Linked DNA regions of Mus musculus: region 1 is linked to region 2. Evidence: chromatin contacts called from public HiChIP or PLAC-seq data. All regions are on one chromosome and are shown on one strand. The core of a region is the stretch at or near the end of the contact, and the rest is flanking DNA. Distances in the headings are between cores, read along the strand shown. Region 1 overlaps Dpp6 (dipeptidylpeptidase 6). Region 2 overlaps Dpp6 (dipeptidylpeptidase 6).

Evidence for each region. HiChIP or PLAC-seq counts read pairs in DNA pulled down with a chosen protein or histone mark.
Region 1: a contact with region 2 is called in an H3K27ac HiChIP or PLAC-seq map of embryonic stem cells, with 4 times the contacts expected there. The contact joins two enhancer-like sites. A contact is called at or near these places in 6 of 484 Hi-C or Micro-C datasets (cerebellar granule neurons, embryonic stem cells and nephron progenitors) and 4 of 115 datasets of contacts at active chromatin or transcription factors (all in embryonic stem cells).

Annotation. Positions count from the first base shown.
Region 1 is chr5:27,417,719-27,420,868 of GRCm38.p6, reverse strand. All of the region lies in intron 3 of Dpp6 (dipeptidylpeptidase 6), which reads right to left. Among named protein-coding and RNA genes, the nearest start is that of Gm52769, 81 kb to the left of the region's middle. Within about 2 kb of position 1,813, at least 5 of the 459 cell types and tissues checked have an H3K27ac peak or open chromatin away from gene starts, as enhancers often do. A contact at or near this core is called in embryonic stem cells, where this site is marked.
Region 2 is chr5:27,241,596-27,244,774 of GRCm38.p6, reverse strand. The region is part of intron 1 of Dpp6 (dipeptidylpeptidase 6); the gene reads right to left. Among named protein-coding and RNA genes, the nearest start is that of Dpp6, 190 kb to the right of the region's middle. Within about 2 kb of position 1,339, at least 3 of the 459 cell types and tissues checked have an H3K27ac peak or open chromatin away from gene starts, as enhancers often do. A contact at or near this core is called in embryonic stem cells, where this site is marked.

The DNA.
Region 1 (3,150 bases), core at 564-3,063, 180 kb before region 2:
CATAAAGTCTGCAAGCACTCTCCCTTCTTGTAAGTATCACTGTGCTTTAAGGTTTAAGTACATTGAGTGTTCTTGAGTCTCTTTATTGGAGTATGCTTTCTAAGTATTTTCCAGTGTACAAAGGTCCATTTAAAAAAGTCTCCATCATTCCATTAGTGCTCTAACCTTCAATCACTCAGCTTAAAGTCCTTTTGATAATGAAGATGTGGCATGGCCTCTTGTGCTCACACTGAGAGGCTATAAGGGAAGAAGCCTCAGGAGGTCAGCTGATACATGTGTTCATTTGGAAAGCAATTTCTGCATCTTCTGGAGTCTGTAGTGAACTTGGTGTGGTCTCAAACTCAAAACTTGGGACCTTTAATTTCTAATCTCACAGAGCGCATTTTAAGGAGGCTCTGCCCTTCCCTGTTGGTATGGGATGAGAGTTGGAATTTCCATTTACTGTTTTAACTGACCAGATGGAACAGTTCTAATGGTGCCTTTCCATAGTTACCTCCAGATCAAACCAAGAGACTTCTACAGGGTGTTGGGAGTGACAGGGATCATGGGCCTTCCCCCTTCATAAGCACACTCTCTTAGTAAACTCGTGGTCCTTGAACAGGAACGTCGTCTTGGTCTCCATTAATTTCTCTCGAAGTCTAAGTCTCTTTGAGCCCCAGCCTGCCTCTAAAACTTACTCTGTAGACCAGGCTGGCCTCAAACACACAGAGATCTGCCTGCCTCAGCCTCCTCAGTGCTGCGATTGAAGACGTGCTCCACCTGTGCTATGCCTGGAAGAATCTTTGGGGTTTTTGTTTGTTTGTTTGTTTGGTTTTTTGCTAGTGGCAGCTTTCTTGTTTTGTTTTGTTTTGTTTTGTTTCCTTCAGCATTCTGCATAGAAGAGAACTCAAGAGAAATTACTTTTAAATAGGTTAGTGGCCTAGGGTCAGCCAGTCTATGACGGTGCAGATCCATCTTGCAGGTTTTCAGGGAGCCATGGTTATATAGGTTAAATAGAGGAATTTAGCTATGTGACCATAGTGACATCATCAATGTGATATATTAGTCAAATAAAGTACAAGTGTATACATCAGGAGGATGTTGCTCCCTACAGAACCAGGTGTCCCAAAATTGTGGAATAAATGCCTCAGAGTCTTTTTCTTCAGGTAATGGTACTACCGTAAAGGAGACAGTGAGTAGCTTTAAAACATACAGCTTCATACATATTTAAAAGCTGCTATCTTCAAATAACCCGCTTCTTGCAGCAGAGGAGTTTGTGAAATTTTAAGATATTCTATCAGTTTGTGCAAGTGTCGTTGGGAAGCAGAGAACTCTGGGTACGCTTCAACATCAGGTGCATTGGAGTTGTGGAAAGAATCTATGTGATTCCATAGAGGGAGGAGTCACATCCAGACGGCCCAGGGTGACCTTTGAAAGTCTGAAAAACCAGTCCTCTCTAATACTGTCAAGGTGACTTTCCAAAACCTCAGCAATCGTACAGTGATCTTTGTATAACAATCTGAGGAACATTCACACACACACACACACACACACACACACACACACACACACACACACAGAGGAGAGAGAGAGAGAGAGAGAGAGAGAGAGAGAAAGAGAGACCTATCTTCAGTCATGGGAGAGCATTGGGCATTTTAAGCTGTTTTTTTTTTTTTCCATCTGCTTCTTCTAACTCCTTAGAAGGCTTGCATCCTTACAGCAGTGCATCCTTACAGCAGTGGGGCTATGAAGATGGTAGCCTACAAGCTGCTGGAGGGGGAAAGGGAGCATGCGTGGGGCTCCTCAGATGCCCTCTAGCTGGTTGTCTGCAGTGATTTGACTCCAACCTAAGCTTGGAGTATGATTGTTCTGTGAGCTGACTCAGCCCAGGCTCACTGCAAATGGCCTTTTCCTTGGGGAAGTCCTTGGAAATAACCAGTGACAATTGTTTAACACAGGAATTACTGAAGTGGTGGCAATAGCTGAAGTAATAAGACCTTACTAAAAAATACCTTAAAAAGGAAAAACCAATTCTTTGCAGCAATGAAACCCAAACCAAGACACCTAGAAATCTTGTGAGCAAACTGTCAAAAGACAAAGTGTGAATTCTGTTGGCAGTGAGGGGAAGGTGACCCATCTTGTTTACTGAAGTGTCAATAGGGTTAGCAGCAGATTCTGAATCATTAGCTGTGGTGTTCCTAGGGCAGTGGGATGGGACCCAGAACACTATGGGAAGACTATCAACCAACAGTGGTGTAGCCAGCCAGCTAAGCCTTCAAATAAACTAACATACTTCCAAGTACAAACTAAGAATATTTTATAAAGCCTGTTCCAGCAAGAAATACCAGATCAAAGGAAAACTGCAGACAGTTATCTGCTTAGGAATGTAGCCACAATGCTTCCATAACAATACACCAAGCCCAAGAACCTAAAGACAATTATATACCATAGCTAAGTGAGACTTATTTCAACAATGCAATGGGGGTTTAAGAGAGGCAATCAACCTGGATAATATATAATATTAAGAATGTCTGAGAAGATATCACAGAAAGAAGACCTTAGGGAGACATGGGGATTAAAGGCATCTGGATACTGTGGATGGGATTCCTGTGTGTGTGTGTGTGTGTGTGTGTGTGTGTGTGTGTGTGTGTGTGTCTGTGTGTGTCTGTGTCTGTGTGTGTGTGTGTGTGTGTGTGTGTGTGTCTGTGTGTGTCTGTGTCTGTGTGTGTGTGTGTGTGTGTGTGTGTCTGTGTGTGTCTGTGTCTGTGTGTGTGTGTGTGTGTGTGTGTGTGTGTGTGTGTCTGTGTGTGTCTGTGTCTGTGTGTGTGTGTGTGTGTCTGTGTGTCTGTGTGTGTCTGTGTCTGTGTGTGTGTGTGTGTGTGTGTGTGTGTGTGTGTGTCTGTGTGTGTCTGTGTCTGTGTGTGTGTGTGTGTGTGTGTGTTGGAACATAATAGCTAAAGGTTAAGGAAATGTGAAAAAAGATTACATTTTAGTTAGTCCCATTTGTTAACTGTGGTAAGTGCATCATGCTGATGCAGAAGGCAACATCAGAGAAGCTGGGCGCTGGCATAAGGGAGCGCTGTGCTCTCCATGGCTTTTCTGTGATATACATCAATTCTAAAAAGAAACATTTACTTGTATGGGAGGTCACAGATCTATCCTGCAAAGACT
Region 2 (3,179 bases), core at 90-2,589:
ATCTAACCTCTTGTGGGAGGCCTCTCTGCATTCCCAGCCATGGCTTCCACCAAGCCAAGCCACCCGCCAGAGCAAGCTAAGGACTCTCCTCCCAGAGGTAACCAACTGGAGAGTTCTCTCCTTCTTTTCTCTTCGGCCCACACTCCGTCCTCAGCTCTTCTGCAGCATTCAGCAGTATCTGCAGTGCCCGCGGGGACCTCAGACTGTGCTTCCTCACCCCCAGAGCGGGGTCCTGCAGCTTCTCACAGCCCAACATCTGCCCAGAGGCACCCTGGGGTATACACAGTCAAACTTCCTGCCTCCCGCCTTGCCCAGTGGCCCAAGCCCTGGGCCAGACATAGGACCCCATTTTTAACCCACACAACTATGCATACAGCATACAGAGTGATGTAGAGCTCTATACTACATCTCTATACCTCTCTCCCTTTCTGTCTCACATGCTAGTGATTTATAAAAGGCAATCAGGAACTCAGAGAGCAGACTCCATGATGAGGGACAGAAAAGGCACTGGTCCCAGTCCAGTGAGCGCTGTCTCTGGAGATCACTCCAGGATGAGAACTGGAGGGAGATTGTTGGATATCCCATGTCTGCAGATAAATGTACTCATTGCCTCTGAGAGCAAAGAGGGAACTCACCCATGTTCTGACCCTGGACTGATGTGATCCTGACCTGAATGTCATAGTAATGTCAGCATTTGGATGTGGTCTTCAAGAGTCCTGGTTCTCTTTATTTAATCTGTCAGTTCAACCAGAAATTTATGGCAACTTCTAATCCTATTGGGAAACCACTTGGTATTGATCTACCCAGGAGAGCTTTTTGTTCAGTTTCCCTTTACAGGGAAAGGCTGGGACAGGCACCTTCCTTCTGGTGTCCTATCAGCATTTATAATTTCCTTCTGCAACAGAGGAAACTACACATGAATGGTCTGGGCAGGAAGGTGTGGCTGCAGATCTGCCCCTTTTATCCGACTCTGTGGGGGAAGCAATACCCAAGGTTAAGGATGCATTGTCCACAGTGAATGCATCTCTCCTGAGGACTCACCAAGGAGGAAACAGATCTGAAAGGGACATGGGGACACAAATCAATATGAGGTACAACTGCCTCTGCCTGTTACCTGTGTACTCTTTTAAGAAAGTCTCTGTATAGACTGCGCAGGACATGTGGCCTTTCAGATAGCTGTAAGATGACCTCAGGGAACATACAGTCATTGGGCTGAGCAGCCTAGGAATCAGAAACTGGCACAGGGGCCTCCACTGAATGGAAACTGGATGGCCCTCTTCTTTCAGGCCACACACAGGTGCTATAGAGGCACAAAAGGTCACATTGAAAGTGTTTAGAACACAACATACCCCCTCCCCCAAGCCCTCACCAGTGCTTTGTGACCACTTGCTCACTGGAGAGGCCAGCCTAGAAAGTTGAAGTGTTCTATTGTCAATCAGTTTTCCCCTCCCATTGTTCATTATCATGTCTATCCTAGGCTTTGTCAGGAACATCATTCAGTGGGGACAGGGGTATTTGGTGTTTTCTCTGAAGGTCATAGTCATGAGTCCCTGGAAGTATATAAGAAGCAGGCTCCTGTACGCATCCTGTCCAGGAAGTGCATATGCCAGAAGCTGTGTTCAGAGACCCAGAACACACTCAAACAGCACTTAGCACAAAACATTACCACCTTGCAGAGCATCCTATCCATCTGATGGTGATGGACACTTGGGTGCTGCAGATACACTGAACGGTCCCATCCGTGTGTTTACCATGTATGCTGTCACTCTGTGGGTCTGCATGCTTTAGACAAGGCAGGTAGGTATGTGGCTCATAAACAGACTGGGAGCAAGGAAGGACAGTCACAGCAGGAGAGGAAAGGAGGGCATGACCTGCAGGATAAGGACACCTCTTAGCAGATGCAGCTCTTCATCGAGAGACAAATTCTGACATTTAAAATCTATCTGTGCTACTTAACAGCTATCTGCTGGCCTCACTTGATGGTCAAGTTTCTTAATCTCCTGATTCATGATTTGTGCGACTCTGCTTCCTTTTGGGACAGTTGTGAAAGTTATGCACTGAGACAGATGGTACTTGACTTAAGATCAGGCTATATTCCAATAAGCTGACCATCAGTTGACAATCCTCCAAGCTGAAATCCACATGGAACCTGCAACCCTGGTGAAGTACCATGGGTTGCCTCTGAAGGGAGGTGACGTAAGAAACGCAGCAATATCAATATTGTCATTTTCATGAGAATGATTTGTTTTACTCTGAAAATATTTTTTTTCTGAGTAGAAAATGAACCTATTCGCTATGAATATTAATTAAGTCTAATTGTAAATTGAATTAGCAGTTAATTAACTATTAATAGTTATAATTGTGGCCATTATCTACTAAACAGCAAGAGCAAGTTTTGCATAGACATGCCAGATCCCAGCAGCAACCAGCAACATCCTCAGCATCTCATGAATAAATCATCTGCAGCTCTAAGCAGCAAAGCACAGATCAGAACAAGTGGAGTTCTGAGCTTGCCGCAGACTCTGTCTCAGTGGTGAATTCCTTCCGGCCCGGACTCCACCAGGGGCTCACCATGGCAGGTGAGCACAGGGCTAGAGACCATGATGCCTGGAGGGATACATTTACATATAGGTTCTTGGTTACATTTACTCTAACACAGCAGAGCCCTAGAGTTGCCCTGATGCCCTGAGGGATACATTTACATGTAGGTTCATGTTTACATTTCACTCTATCAGGACAGAGCCCTGGCATTGGAATCTTTTATAAAGTAAAACAGCAAATGTTAAGAAAACAGGAGGAATTGAATGTAGACTGGCAGCAATGACTGTCCTGTTACCAGAACAGTTCCTTTCTGTCACATAGACTGAGCAACATCCGGGGGAATAAAACAATTATTTAATGTTGATGTAGGTTAAATGCAACTTTCCTTTGATAGTGTCCTACCGATTGTTCTTAGCACTTATTTAACATTACATCATGCTCTAAGTTCTGGATGGGTTGTAAACTTTATAATTCAAAGGAATGGAATAATATGCTTATCTTAATAGCAAACGACATGGTCCATCACAGGGGACTTGGAATGGTTTCACGTAGGAATCATTTCTTCTGGAGTTGTGGGGTGTGAGTTCTTATCCACACATAGATCTAGTGAGCATAAGTAGCCTGGGCATTGGGTTTAG